Linked DNA regions of Macaca mulatta: region 1 is linked to region 2. Evidence: chromatin contacts called from public Hi-C data. All regions are on one chromosome and are shown on one strand. Each heading gives the region's core, a stretch centred on a gene start, on an enhancer-like site or on the middle of the called end of the contact. The rest is flanking DNA. Distances are from core to core; before and after follow the strand shown. Region 1 holds the start of FKBPL (FKBP prolyl isomerase like). Region 2 holds the start of RNF5 (ring finger protein 5).

Region 1 (7,151 bases), core at 890-3,389, 45 kb before region 2:
CGGCGAAGAAACGCGTCGGGTCGGCAATCTCGCTGAGGAGCATCAGCTCCGCCATCTTTCCCCCCCACCCCCCAACCATGAGACGGCTCCCAAGGCCCGCCTCTCCCCATTACCAACTAATCAGTTGACTCTTTTAAAAAAGGGGGCGTCCCGGAAGCCCTACCGACCAGTAAGAGACCTGGATGCTGAGCACGTGAATCAACAGACGCGGATGGCTGTGTAGGCGGGCCCAATGGGAGCACTGCAGCAGGAAGTAACTTCCAGACAGTGCCAGACCGCCAAGCGCATGCGCCAAACAGGCTCCAGTGATAAAGAGCCTGGGAGATGTAGTACCCAGTATTAAGGTCCACCATCTCCCCCAGCCACTAAGTTTAGTTTAGACAGCTTTTGTGTGTCTTCGGAGATAGCTAAGTCCCTCAAAAGGGGCGCAGTGGGACCACTGCTACCTCCTCTAGGAAGCCAAAAGCTGAGAATGGGATATGGGCTGAAACCTTCCCTCTGGCCCCCTAACCCCAAATCTCACAGCACAGACGACAATTCACAAGTTCCTGTCTCTTTTAAGGTTTAACTTTTAATCAGCCAAACATCTTGCGCAGACCCTGAGCCAGCCCAGCATCCTGCTTCTTCCCCTGAATGACCACCTTCCCCAGTTCCTCTTGGGCTGCCCGGTTTTTGGGATCTATCGCCAGCACCTTCTTGAGGTCAGCAGTTGCTTTTTCCAGGTTCCCAAGGGCAGCCTGGGCAACCCCCCTTCGGTATAAGGCCTTTAAATGGCCAGGCTCTCGCTCCAACACCCGGTCACAGCTCTGGGCTGCCAACTGAGGCTGCCCTAGCAACAACTGACAGGCAGCCAGATTGGCATGAAGGACAGTTCGTTCTGGAGGGCCAGGTGGGGGTAAAGTCAGCAGCAGCCGAAGAGCCCGTCCATAGCATCGGGCAGCTCCTTCAGCGTTCCCAGCTCGAAATAGTTCTGTGCCCCTTGCACGTTCTTCCCTGGCCAGCGCTTCCTTCTCGCTAGTCTCCAGCTCCCAGGAGTCCCGGCCTTGAGTGAAGGACGCCAGTGTGAGCCTGACAGGAGGTCCAGAGTGCCCAGGCAGCTGAAGCTCTGCTTCTTCACCTTGACACATGGACTCCAAGCATTTCTCTATGAGCTCCCCCCAAGTTTCCTCTCTCCATGGCCCTACGCCCATTGTTAGCTCTGTCCAGCCCTCTGGCGGCCCTGATCCGAAAGGAAACCCCAAAGCCAGTACCCGGCAGCAGGAGCCTAGTTTGGGTTTGTCCAAGCCATGGCCACGGATTATGATCTTCTTGACAAAGCTCCCGTCGGGACAGTACCAGAGATCAGAAGCTTGAAGGGCCTCTGACATCTGACTGGTTGATCCATGAGACTTATGAGAGTCTCCTTCAAGTTCAGCAACCAGTTTTTCAGTTCCTTGAGTATTCTCTAGAATTTGGCTGGCTGGATCTGGGCTTACTCCCAGCTCAAGTGTTTCGGTAGGAGGGTCTCGGGGCTGCTGCCTAATCTGAGTAACTGAATCAAAGTTCTCCCGAAAGTTCTTTTCCCACTGTTGTTGCGGCTGAGAGGTGTCCTTTTCTCCAGTTGTACTGACTGCTGGCGTCTCCATTTGAATGCTTGGTCCCTTCCACCATGAGTGAACAGTTTTGGTCAGAAAGGGATGAATCAGGTTCAGGTCAGCACCTGTAAAGAAAACCAAACAATGCTAATAGCAGGGTTCTTATTTAGACTCCTTTCTCGTTCTTTCCTATTCTTCTGAGACCCAGGCCCCCAGTCCTCAAAGTCCCCAATATTACTTTCCTCCAAAAATCTGCTCGAGCTTCCCCGTTCCACCCATATATAACTTAGAACTATATATTCCACAATTCCCTGCGGTTAAGGTAGCCGCGCCAACTACGGACACCCGGTCGGGTCAATAAGTACCTCCGCGGCCAAAGTGGCTAGCATGGTGGCAGGAGGAGCCGGGCCACGGGAATCACCTCTCCTTCCAAAGCTAAATGGTTACTGAATACTGCCCTCGGAGCCTTGCCCCACGCGGAGAGGGCAGCCGGAGAGGGGAGGGGGGCGGAACAACTGGGAAAGATACTGACGACTAACCCTGGAGTTCGCGAGACTCCGAATCTAGTCAAATTCCTGGCAGCCAATCGGGAGGAGGGAGGAACTGGTTAGCCCGCCTATTGAACGTGACATCATTTCCTCCGCAACCATGAAGCTCTAGGCCTTAGCAACTGAGCAACTGAACTAGGCCAGAGCAACAGAACTAGGCAGAATCGAACAGAATTTGGCGAGGTCGGGCTGGCCAGGCCAGAATCAAAGTGAGCCAACATGGTGAGACCCTGTCTCTACTAAAAATACAAAAATTAGTAGGTCATGGTGGCGCGCGCCTGTAATCCCAACTACTCAGGAGGCTGAGACAGGAGCATAGCTTGAACTCGGGAGGCAGAAGTTGCAGTGAGCCGAGATCACACCGTTGCACTCCAGCCTGGGCGACAGAGGGAGACTCCAGACTGCGTCTCAAAAAAAAAAAAAAAAAAAAAAGTGGGCCGGGCGTGGTGGCTCACGCCTGTAATCCCAGCAGTTTGGGAGGCCGAGGCGGGCGGATCACTTGAGGTCAGGAGTTCAAGAACAGCCTGGACAAAATGGTGAAACCCCGTCTCTACTAAAAATACAAAAATTAGCCGGGCATGGTGGCGGGCGCCTGTATGCGAGCTACCCGGGTGACTGAGGCAGGAGAATGGCTTACCTGGGAGGCAGAGGTTGCAGTGAGCTGAGATCGCGCCATTGCACTCCAGCCTGGGCGACTGAGACTCTGGGAGGCCGAGGTGGGCGGATTACTAGGTCAGGAGATCGAGACCATCCTGGCCAACATGGTGAAATCTTGTCTCAACTAAAAACACAAAAAATTACCTGGGCGTGGTGACTTTCACTTGCGTCCGTGTGAAGAGACCACCAAACAGGCTTCGTGGGACCAATAAAGCTTTTTAATCACCTGGGTGCAGGCGGACTGAGTCCGAAAAGAGAGTCAGCGAAGGGAGATGGGGTGGGGCCGTTTTATAGGATTTGAGTAGGTAAAGGAAAATTACCGTCAAAGGGGGTTGTTCTCTGGCGGGCAGGGGTGGGGGTCACAAGGTGCTCAGTGGGGGAGCTTTTGAGCCAGGATGAGCCAGGAGAAGGAATTTCACAAGGTAATGTCATCAGTTAAGGCAGAAACAGGCCATTTTCACTTCTTTTGTGATTTTCCAGTTACTTCAGGCCATCTGGGTATACGTGTAGTCACAGGGGGTATGATGGCTTAGCTTGGGCTCAGAGGCCTGACAGTCAAGTGTGCCTGTAACCTCAGCTATGCTGGGGTGGGAGAATTGCTTGACCAGGGAGTGAGAGGTTGCAGTGAGCCAAGATCCTGCCACTGCAATCCAGCCTGGCGACAGAGCAAGACTCCCTCTCAAAAAAAAAAAAAAAAAAAAAAAAAAAAAAAAAAAAAAAGAGCCGGGCATTGTGGCGCACGACGGTAATCCCAGGCGGCGCGGGGTGGGGAGGGGATCACTTGAGGTCAGGAGTTGGAGACCAGCCTGGACAACATGGTGAAATCCAGCCTCTACTAAAATTACAAAAAAAAAAAAAAAAAAAAAAAAAAAAAAAAAAATTTGCCTGGCGTAAGGCACATCTGTAATCTCAGCTACTCGGAGGCTGAGGCAGGAGAATCGCATGAACCCAGGAAGCGGAGGTTGCGGTGAGCCCAGATCGCGCCAGGGCAACTCCAGCCTGGGCGACAGAGTGAGATTCCGTCTCAAAAAAAAAAAAAAAAAAAAAAAAAAAAAAGGCCAGGCGCGGTGGCTCACGCCTGTAATCCCAGCACTTTGGGAGGCCTAGGCGGGCGGATCACGAGGTCAGGATATCGACACCATCCTGGCTAACACGGTGAAAACCCGTCTCTATTAAAAATACAAAAAATTAGCGGGGCGTGGTGGCAGGCGCCTATAGTCCCAGCTACTCGGGAGGCTGAGGCAGGAGAATGGCGGGAACCCAGAAGGCGGAGCTTGCAGTGAGCCAAGATCATGCCACTGCACTCCAGCCTGGGCAACAGCGCGAGACTCCGTCTCAAAAAAAAAAAAAGTCAAAGTGTAGAGAAGTCCTGGAATGGAGACTGGGGCAGATGATGATAGAGTGGAGAATGGCAGAGGTGGTGGTAAGTGATAGTGGCAGCAGCCTTTTATCTGGAGACTTCAGGCCCTCCTATGTTAACTATCTTTATGTTTCGGAGCTCATTCAGTACAGGGTATTCAAAGATAAACCCTCGGGACTGTCTCTCCAACCGACCTTGTTCCTTGACTGCCTGAGGCTTCTCTTCACCTTTCCTTTCACATCCATCATTGCCTTTCAAGCCCTCCTTCATCAAGAAATCTTAGTGCTTTTCAAACATAAGTGTGCATACGTATCACCTAGGAAACTTGTTAAATTGCAGATTATGATTTAGGAAGTCTGGCGTGGGGCATGTGATTCTGCATTTCAATAAGTTGGTTAATGCAGATGCTGCTGGTTCATGAACCACACTTTTTTAATTTTTATTTTTAGAGAGATGGGGTCTCCCTGTGTTTACCAGGCTGGTCTCAAACTCCTGGCCTCAGGCTATCCTCCCATCTCAGCCTCCCAAAGTGCTGGGATTATAGGTGTGAGCTACCACACCCAGCAATGAACCAATGGCATGAGATTCTAGAATGGTCTCATCCCATTGTTTCTCCCCTGGCTCTGTGCCCTTTTAGTTTATCCTACATTTTGCATATATAACTGGTGTAACCTGCTCCACTGGGTGTAGCAGCTCCTCCTCCTAATAGAAGATCTAGAGACCTATTGTGATTCAGTCTTGCTTGTCCAGCTACCTACACAGCCTGGGCTACCACAGTTCTCCAGGAAAGAAGGATCCTACTCTGAGTACCTCACTTTGGCTCCCTCTTCAGTTTGCTCTCACCATTGTGCCTCAGACTATAACGACCATGCCAGGACAGCCAGGAAGGGAGACAGTTTCATCATTAGCCAAAGACTGGTGTCAAAACAATTCCCTCCCTGTTTTTTTTGTTTTTGTTTTTGTTTTTGTTTTGTTTTGAGACGGAGTACCACTCTGTCGCCCAGGCTGGAGTGTAATGGCAAGATCTCAGCCCACTACAACCTCTTCCCCCCCGGGTTCAAGCGATTCTCCTGCCTCAGCTTCCCAAGTAGCTGGGATGACAGGCACCTACCACCATGCCTGGCTAATTTTTGTATTTTTAGTGAAGATAGGGTTTTACCGTGTCGACCAGGCTGGTCTCAAACTCCCAACCAGAAGTGATCCGCCCACCTCAGCTTCCCAAAGTGTTGAGATTACAGGCATGAGCCACGGCACCAAGACAGGCAGATCACTTTAGGTCAGGAGTTTGAGACCAGCCTGGCCAACATGGTGAAACCCCATCTCTACTAAAAATACAAAAATTATCTGGGCATGGTGGCGGGCACCTGTAGTCCCAGCTACTCGGGAGGCCGAGGCAGGAGAATCGCTTGAACCCAGGAGGCGGAGGTTACCGTGAGCTGAGATGGTGCCACTGCACTCCAACCTGGCGCCAGAGCGAGACTCCTCAAAACAAACAAACAAACAAACAAACAAACCAGAAAAATAAAAAGAAAAAAGAAAAATAAATGGAAGAGATTAATTGCAGGTGGAGGAAGCAGCACAAGGTGGGAGAAGTAAGGAAAGCCACTTAACACCCAGGATTATTCCTCTCCAGTTTGTGAGTCTGTTTTCCCAGGCTACTCCAATACTCCTTTGTGCTGCCCTGTCACCAGGCATTGAGCTGGTTGGAAGTTTTTACACTCTCACATTCCCCTGCATTCCATACTCACCACATGGAACCATATGCTGTACTTACTCTCTTCCATTTATTATCTGCACGAGAGACAAAAATTCTAGCTTTCCAAAAGCTAAATAAATTTCCCCTTCTGTTTAGCTTTGGTGGTTTCTGTGGCTTCTAGTTTTGTTGGGATTTGTGTCAAAATCGTTCCTCCCTCCTTTTTGGTCCCAAAGCATTTACTGTGCTTCCCTTATAGGCAGGGTTTTCAAGCAGGAGGGAGGCAGCCTTTTCGGCAGTGAAGTGTTTAATGATAACAGCTTCACTTTACCAAACGCTGGCCATGCATTATGATCATAATACCCAGCATTGTTCTAAATGTCTTGTATATATTAGCTTATTTTCCTCTCACACAACTCTATGAACTGCTTATCCATTCAGTCATTCAAGGAATTTGTTTGTTTGGTTGGTTTTTGTTCTTGTTGTTGTTTTGAGATGGCATCTTGCTTTGTCACCCAGGCTGGAGTACAGTAGCGCGATCTCAGCTCACTGCAACCTCCACCTCCCGGGTTCAAGCGATTCTCCTGCCTCAGTCTCCTGAGTATCTGGGACTACAGGTGCGCACCACCATGCCTGGCTAACTTTTGTATTTTTTTTTTTTTTTAGTAGAGACAGGGTTTCACCATGTTGGTCAGGCTGGTCTCGAATTTGTGACCTCGTTATCCGCCCACCTCGGCCTCCCAAAGTGCTGGGATTACAGGCGTAAACCACTGCGCCCAGCCAAGGAATCTTTACTGAGGACCTCCTTTGTACCAAGCACGGAGCTACATGCTGGGAATAAGGCAGTGGAAAAAGTCTTGGATCTGTGGTAACTTACATTGAATTGAAGATGACAGACAAAAAAATCAATAAAATATAATACAATGTCAGGCACTAATAAGTGCTATGAACACCATGAAGCAGGGTAAGGGGTAAGGGAATGGGATAGAAAGTGCTCCCAGGGGTGCATGATGCTGTATTAATTTATTATTATTATTATTATTTATAGAGTCTTGCTCTGTTGCCCAGGCTGGAGTGCAGTAGTGTGATCATGGCTCACTGCAGCCTTGACCTCCTGGGCTTAAGTGATCCTCCCACCGCAGCCTCATGAGTAGCTGGGACTGCAGGTTCATGCCACCATGTCTGGCTAATTTTTTTTTTTTTTTGTAGAGACGAGGTTTCACTGTGTTATCTGGGCTGGTCTCAATCTCCAGGCCTCAAGCAATCCTCCTGCCTCTGCCTCCCAAAGTGCTGGGATTATAGGCAAGAGCCACTGTGCC
Region 2 (6,820 bases), core at 3,873-6,372:
AGGCTTTCTGAGCTGCTCCATCCCACTGCCCCTACAAGTTCAGAACAGCATCATTTCTCCCCTGAACTATGTGGAGTAGGCTCCTAACCCCCTCCAATCCATCTTCCACGTAGCAACCACAGAGATTTTTCTGTTAATACAAATTTTTCTGAAACGCAGAGCATTTCCCTGTCTTGCCTAAAGGTTCTTCTTGACAAGTTGACTTCTGCTTACATCTTCGACCACATCCTCACAAAACTCTTTTTGTTCCAGTCAAACTGATTCACTTCAGTTCCTCAGACACCATGATCTTTCACGCTTCTGCACCTTGAACATGCTGTTCCCTTTGACTGGAATGCCCGGATCTTTTCCTGCCTCACACAGCTCAGTGTCACCTTTCGGAGGGCTGCCTGAACCCCTCCAGGCCTGTGCTTTCATTACACTTTTATCTTGACCAGTGGGTCTTGAAGTGTAGAAATGCAAATTATTAGACTTCACCCCAGATCTACTGAATCAGAAATTCTGGGCATTAGGTCCAGCAATCTATTTTTCTTTTTCTCACTCAGACTGGTTTTGAACTTCTGGGCTCAGGTGATCCTCCTGCCTCAGCCTTCCAAACTGTTGGGATTACAGGTGTGAGCCATCATGGCTGGTTAGCAATCTGTATTTTAACAAGCCCTCTGGTGAGTCTGATGTGCGCTTGAATTTAAGAACCACTGATCTTGACAACACACTATGTGTTGACTGGCATTTTTGTTTCCCTCCTTAGGCTGTAAGCAGCTTAAGGACAGGGACTCTGTCTTATCTCCAATACCAGGACAATAGGAGATGGAGTAGGTGCTCAACAAACACTTGCTGAACAGATTCTAAGGCTATATACACACCCACAGAGCCACAACTAATGACAGAGATGGCAGTTCTGATCACAAATTAGATAGTTACCCTCTTGAGTAGTACTGACTACTAAAAGAAAAGTCACTGAGAAAGTAACGAACACATGAAGCCTAATGGTAACCGACTCTGAATAGATACATGCAATACATGGCCATAATGAAGGCAGAGTAACAATAATCAAGAAGAGGTCATGTCACAAGAGAAATGCACAGAATGGGATTAACATGCCACAGGGAAAGATGCTGCTCTCATCAAATGTGTGCCAACAGTGAAAAGAATGGAAGATAATGTCCATAAATACCAACGATGGGGTTCACAGCAGGATTGACCCTGTGACATGCATTGATCTCATGGACACAGACTGTACACAGTCACTGGAAAGATAATGTTTGTGTAGAGAGGTATGGGCCAGGGAGGTCACCAAGGTAAGGCATGCAGGGATGGTTCTTTGCAGACCTGGAGACCCAGTTACCTTCTTCTCTAACACTTGATATTAAGTGACCCTCTTCAGAGAACAAAAGTCCAAGGATTTAGAAATGCAATGGAGGGCCAAATTTAATGAGCGTACGGTTCATAAAATACACTGATGATAAATTTATAACACACATTCTATGGTCCTGTTACATCAGTGTATTGTGCAAAGGGGCATACACATGTGTTCTGTGAACTGTGACTGGGAAAACACAGCAAACGGGCCAACTGAGTCAGACATGAGTGTGTAGGCTATTCAGCCAAGCCATGGGATCCCACACATGAAGACTACTGCAAATGGTAGGACCACAGACATGTCAGCCAAAGTAAAATAAGGTATATAACCTTCACATGCTGAAATAAACATGCCAAAACATAAAACGTGCGAGTAACAGGAAACTATAAAACAGGTGCAATATAAGAAAACTCACACACATGCGGTACTTGAACATGTCAAAACTGGATGTGAGACGTGGACACAAGAACGGAGAATGGGCAATTCTGATGGAAAATAACACACCATTTCTACACAGCCTATGGAGAGCATTGGGACAACCTAGTTGCACACAAGCCATTAAACATGTCAAAGGCACACAGACTCAATGTAGAAAACATGGCTCCCATAAGGCATTTGTGTGTAAGGGTCCAGCAGTGTGGAAGGCCACTGAGAAACAAGAGGTCCTGTGCCTAGATGGAAACAGAGGGGCCTAAGGGTATATTCCTAAGAGGCAAATTCTGCTGGCCGCCTCCCCTCATGACCCCCGCAAGAGTCATGTGGGGTCAAAGGGCAAGAAAAGGAATTGGGGAAGGTGTAGGGAATTCCCTCTCCAGGATTCCCTGTGCACACTCCCAGTCCCAAATTCACAAGGGTTTCCATTTCTCCCCCTCCCGTGTCTCTTCCATCCTTCCTCCCTCTCAGGTCCCCTCTCCTATCCCCAGCAACCCTCTTCCCAGTCAGCCCCTCTCCTTTCCCCAGCAACCATCTCCCCCAGTCGGCCCTCCCAGACCCAATCTCTCCCCTTCCCCTCATCCTAGTCGCTTTCAGCACCCTCTTCCCTCCTCCTCCCATCCCTTTCCCGCCCACACCTCAGTGGGGTGGGGGGCCTGGGGGGCTGGCCCCCTCCCCAGCCAGGCTGCGGCAGCGGTGGTGGCGGATGGCTGTGTCTCTGCCTCTGTCGGGGTGTCGGTGCCAAGGGGGCGACGGGATTTGGGGGTGTCCTAGCCCCGGCCGATGGAGGGGAGGTGGGAGTGGGAGGTTGGGCCCATAGCGGTAGGAATGGTGGGGGGTTGTCCCCCCAGCACCCTCCCTCCCTCCCTCCCTTTCTGCTGTCTTTCTGAGGGCTGGGGCTTCTGCTGCCGCTATTCCCCCCCTACCCCTCCCCAACGCCTGCTGGTTTCCGGGGCCGGCCAGGAAGTGGAGGGCGGTGATGGGCAGCCTGTTTTGCCAATCGTCTCCCAGAAACTCAGGCATCTCCTCCCCACGTCTACCAGTGTACTCTTGGGAGCCCCGCCCCAGGAGGGCTCAGGCGGGCCCTCCCTCTGCCTTTGCTCCCATCTCTGGCTCCAGCTGCATCTTTTTATTCTCTAACTCCCTTTGAGTTCTGGATCCCCTGGTGCTATATTTCTCCTTCGGCACATTCCTTCCTTTATTCTCCATCAGCTCTCTTTTAACTGCCACTTTTACTTGGTCTCTTTTTTTCTCAACTCCGGTTATCTGCTGCTTATTCCCCGCAACTATTCTTAAGGACCCCTCTTCCCGTTCCCCTTTCAATTCTAAGCATTTATCAAACACCTACCTACCATATGACAAGCATTAAGTTCACCTCTCTTATTTTTCTCTCCAGGACTCCATCTCACCCCATCTCACTCTCCAGTCCTCTGGTCTGGTTTCCTTTGCCCTTTGTCCCTCACTATCTCCCAGCTGTCCAGCTCCCCCCTCCACCTGCCTTCTCTGACCTTTAAAGAGATCTCTTTGGCCTCATCCCTGAACCTTTCCTTTTCCATGCTCTTTTCCTTCTGTACTTTTTCTTTCCTACTTCCTTCCTATCAGTCTCCTTACTTCCCCAAGCTGAGACAACCCCTTCTCACAACATACAATATGGGTACATCTTTTCTTCCAATGGAAATTGGGCGTCAGGAGTGCTTTCTAGAAAAAGACAAAGTGAGGAAGAATGCCGATTCCTCTGGATGAGGATGCCTCCTTAATTTGGTAGCCATGTATCTAGTTTTCCACCCCCTCTTCTCTTCCTCCACTCCCATTATCACTTTACTAGGATCATTCCATCACTTCACTCTCCTTCATTTCCACCTTTCCCTCTCAATATCTTAAACCTCCAGTTTCCTGAATCCTCATCTGCCCCAGTCCTTCTTTACGCAACTGCTAACTTCTCATCTTTCCTTACTTTTGAGTCACATGGGATCTTTTATCAAGGTCCCGCCTCTAGCCACACCTTTACCCTGCATGAGTTTACATGCCCTCGGGAAGAGGATTGGTAGTGGGAAGACTGTTACCTAGTTCTGCTCCTTTGGACACAGTGAGGGTCAATGATTGTAGGAAAGGCCCAAACTCTCCGGGGTCCAACCCTGGAGGAAGACCCTATTTCTGATGGGCAAATTATAAGGAGGAAAGGGCGGGTCTTAAGGAGACCCCCCGTGGGTCTCCTTAAAAGGGGCGGGCCGTGCCTCTTCTGCACCAGTCACAAAGAGGGTGAGCCCAGAGCTTTTCTGCTCTGAAGGTTTAAAACGGAGTTTAAGTCAATCCTGTTCTACTCTGTGTACAACATTAAGAAAGGAGTGGGCCTTTAGTTCAGTTTTGCTCTGTAAATCACCTAAAGTGGGGAGGGCTGAGTCGTCCAGCCGAATGAGTTAACACCAGCTCCGCAGATCGATGTTCGTACTATCCAAACGTCGGGCTAATCCCAGTTCTGCTCCCTTAACTAAAAGCGAGGGGCAGACCCAAGTTCTGCTCTCTACGTCACCACAGGAGGTTGGAGCCATTTTGAACCCTGCGACCCTAGTGTTTTCCCTCTTTCCCTAGCTCTTCGCCGTCTTTCCCGATGTCGGCCAATCAGGGGAAAAGGAAAAGGCCCAATCAGCAGAAAGTCCACAGCTGAAGGACCCGGATGAAGCGAGCCGAGGACTTTGAACTGCAAGCCTCGCCAATTGTAGAGCAGTCACCATAGCGACAAGATAGGGGTGAAGAGGTGGAACAAGATAAGGTTCAACCCTCACGCGATTGGCCCACCCCCGTCCCGCCGCGTGCTGCGCAGGCGCGTTTTACCTAACCACCATTTTCCGTCAAGTTCTAGCCAATGAGTTGCTTTGGAACCATACGCTCCAAAGTCCAATAGCAATCCGGACATTCTCAGAAAGAGGAAGCGAAGGAAAGAAAGGGGCTTATAGTGGGCGAGGTCTATAGGTAGTCCCGAGCAAATTGCTTCTGGCTTTGGTTATGACTGACAACTACTCAGACGAATAAAGCCCTCCGCGGCCAGGCGACAGGGTGTAGCGAGTTATTACCAATCCCTTGGCATTGCACATTGACTTAGGCCGTATCAGCCAATAGCCATTGTGCGAAGGCAGGACCACACGAACCTTTTCCCGCCCCTACTCTTTGGGCCAATCCTTTCTTTTGAATTCTTTGTGATTGGCAGGCATTCAGACCAATAGTGATTAGGAAACCTTCACGCCTGCCCAACGATCCTGGGCAGGAGGTGGTTTCTGGTTTGTTGGGGCGTGTGTATGTGTATTTGGGGGGACTGAAGGGTACGTGGGGCGAAACAAAACCGGCCATGGCAGCAGCGGAGGAGGAGGACGGGGGCCCCGAAGGGCCAAATCGCGAGCGGGGCGGGGCGGGCGCGACCTTCGAATGTAATATATGTTTGGAGACTGCTCGGGAAGCTGTGGTCAGTGTGTGTGGCCACCTGTACTGGTGAGAATCGAGGAGAGGGGCGGAAGGCGGTGGGTCTCGCTTATATACTGGGGAGGCTAGGAGCGAATAATCATACAGTCATACAGATAATCGGAGGGCACGTTCCCATAGGTGAGGCCCGACAGGAGACATACGACTTTGCTGGTATGTGTGGGTGGGAGTATAATGTCTCTACGGTCGAGATCTGTGGAAAGAAAGGTCTTAGGAACCAGGAGCGGGGGCATGTGATGTGCTGAGAAGAGGAGGTGGGGCGGGGAGTGGCGGGACAATGTGAGACCCGAGCCACCTTACCCCAGAGAAGCGACGGGTCTTAGCTGTGCAGGTGGAAACAGATGAGACACAGAGGTTAAGGGGAGGCACGCATCAGTTGAGTCGGGGAGAACCAGGAAATATGGATCACATTCAGATGAGATCTGGGAGGGGGCTGGTACGAAGGCACTGTGGAGAGGCAGACTTGAAAGGTTAAAGGGTCGTAAAGACAGGGACATTATTGAGCTTGAAAGTGAGGAAAAGGAGTAATGGGAGAATGTGCTAGTAAAGGGGTTTGGTTTGGAGTGATGGGGTTGGGGTTGAAAAGCGGAAACCCGGAAAGAGGTGGCTAAAGGGAATTAGAAATTAACTTGAAAGGCAGAAAAGAGAGGGCACGAAAATTTGTACGTGTTTGTTGGGGAGAGGAGAAAGGAGAGGGTTGAGTGTGTTGAGGATGGACAGAGCTTTAGATGTTGGAAGATCAGACAAGCAGGAAGGCCAAGTTGGCTGGCATGGTAGAGGTTGCAGAAAATCTGAAAAGCAACAGCAGGTTGCCTGGAAAGAGGAGTGAGATGGGATTCTGTGAAGTCTGGGGGTCTGTGTCTCTCTTTTCTGTAGCTAGTTTGACTTTTTTTTTCCTCCCCCATCCAGTTGGCCATGTCTTCATCAGGTGCGTACTCGGGAGATGAAGAGGGAAATGGGGAGGTCTGAGGAGCTGGAAGACCCTCTTGTATACTGGAAACCACTTTTTTTCTCCCCAGTGGCTGGAGACAAGGCCAGAGCGGCAAGAGTGTCCAGTATGTAAAGCTGGGATCAGCAGAGAGAAGGTTGTCCCGCTTTATGGGCGAGGGAGCCAAAAGCCCCAGGATCCCAGGTGAGAGACTGGAGGTGTTGCTCAGGGAAGATTGAAGGCTTCTGCCCTTGGAAAACGGTGTGGAAGATGACAGGAGAAAATTCTCTGTTAACTTTCTCTCTCCTCTTCCTCAGATTAAAAACTCCACCCCGCCCCCAGGGCCAGAGACCAGCTCCAGAGAGCAGAGGGGTGAGTCTTCCTGTCCAGTTGTGTCCCTTCCTTGACAGGTTTTCCGGCTTCCCATCTGACTTTTTCTACCTCCCTAGGCATTCCAGCCATTTGGTGATACTGGGGGCTTCCACTTCTCATTTGGTGTTGGTGCTTTTCCCTTTGGCTTTTTCACCACCGTCTTCAATGCCCATGAGCCTTTCCGCCGGGGTACAGGTAAGAGTCACATTCAGCTCCCATCAGGGAGCCCTGTGAATCCCCTCAGGCCCCCTCCC

Evidence for each region. A called contact is a pair of places that touch in the nucleus more often than the background predicts.
Region 1: a contact with region 2 is called in a Hi-C map of fetal cortex germinal zone, with 2.1 times the contacts expected there. The contact joins the promoter of FKBPL here to the promoter of RNF5 in region 2. A contact is called at or near these places in 4 of 14 Hi-C or Micro-C datasets (CD4 T cells, blood, cortical neurons and 1 more).

Annotation. Positions count from the first base shown.
Region 1 is chr4:150,183,507-150,190,657 of T2T-MMU8v2.0, reverse strand. FKBPL (FKBP prolyl isomerase like) reads right to left here and starts at 2,139. Exons shown (of 2, transcript NM_001194632.2): 1 at 1,940-2,139; 2 at 501-1,699. The coding sequence starts at 1,625. The coding sequence ends at 576. It overlaps ATF6B (activating transcription factor 6 beta), which reads right to left and starts at 142. Exons shown (of 18, transcript XM_078000383.1): 1 at 1-142. The coding sequence starts at 79.
Region 2 is chr4:150,141,836-150,148,655 of T2T-MMU8v2.0, reverse strand. RNF5 (ring finger protein 5) reads left to right here and starts at 5,122. Exons shown (of 6, transcript NM_001205116.1): 1 at 5,122-5,275; 2 at 6,176-6,194; 3 at 6,286-6,398; 4 at 6,512-6,566; 5 at 6,644-6,761. The coding sequence starts at 5,136. It overlaps AGPAT1 (1-acylglycerol-3-phosphate O-acyltransferase 1), which reads right to left and starts at 3,962. Exons shown (of 8, transcript NM_001194646.1): 1 at 3,856-3,962; 2 at 2,431-2,516.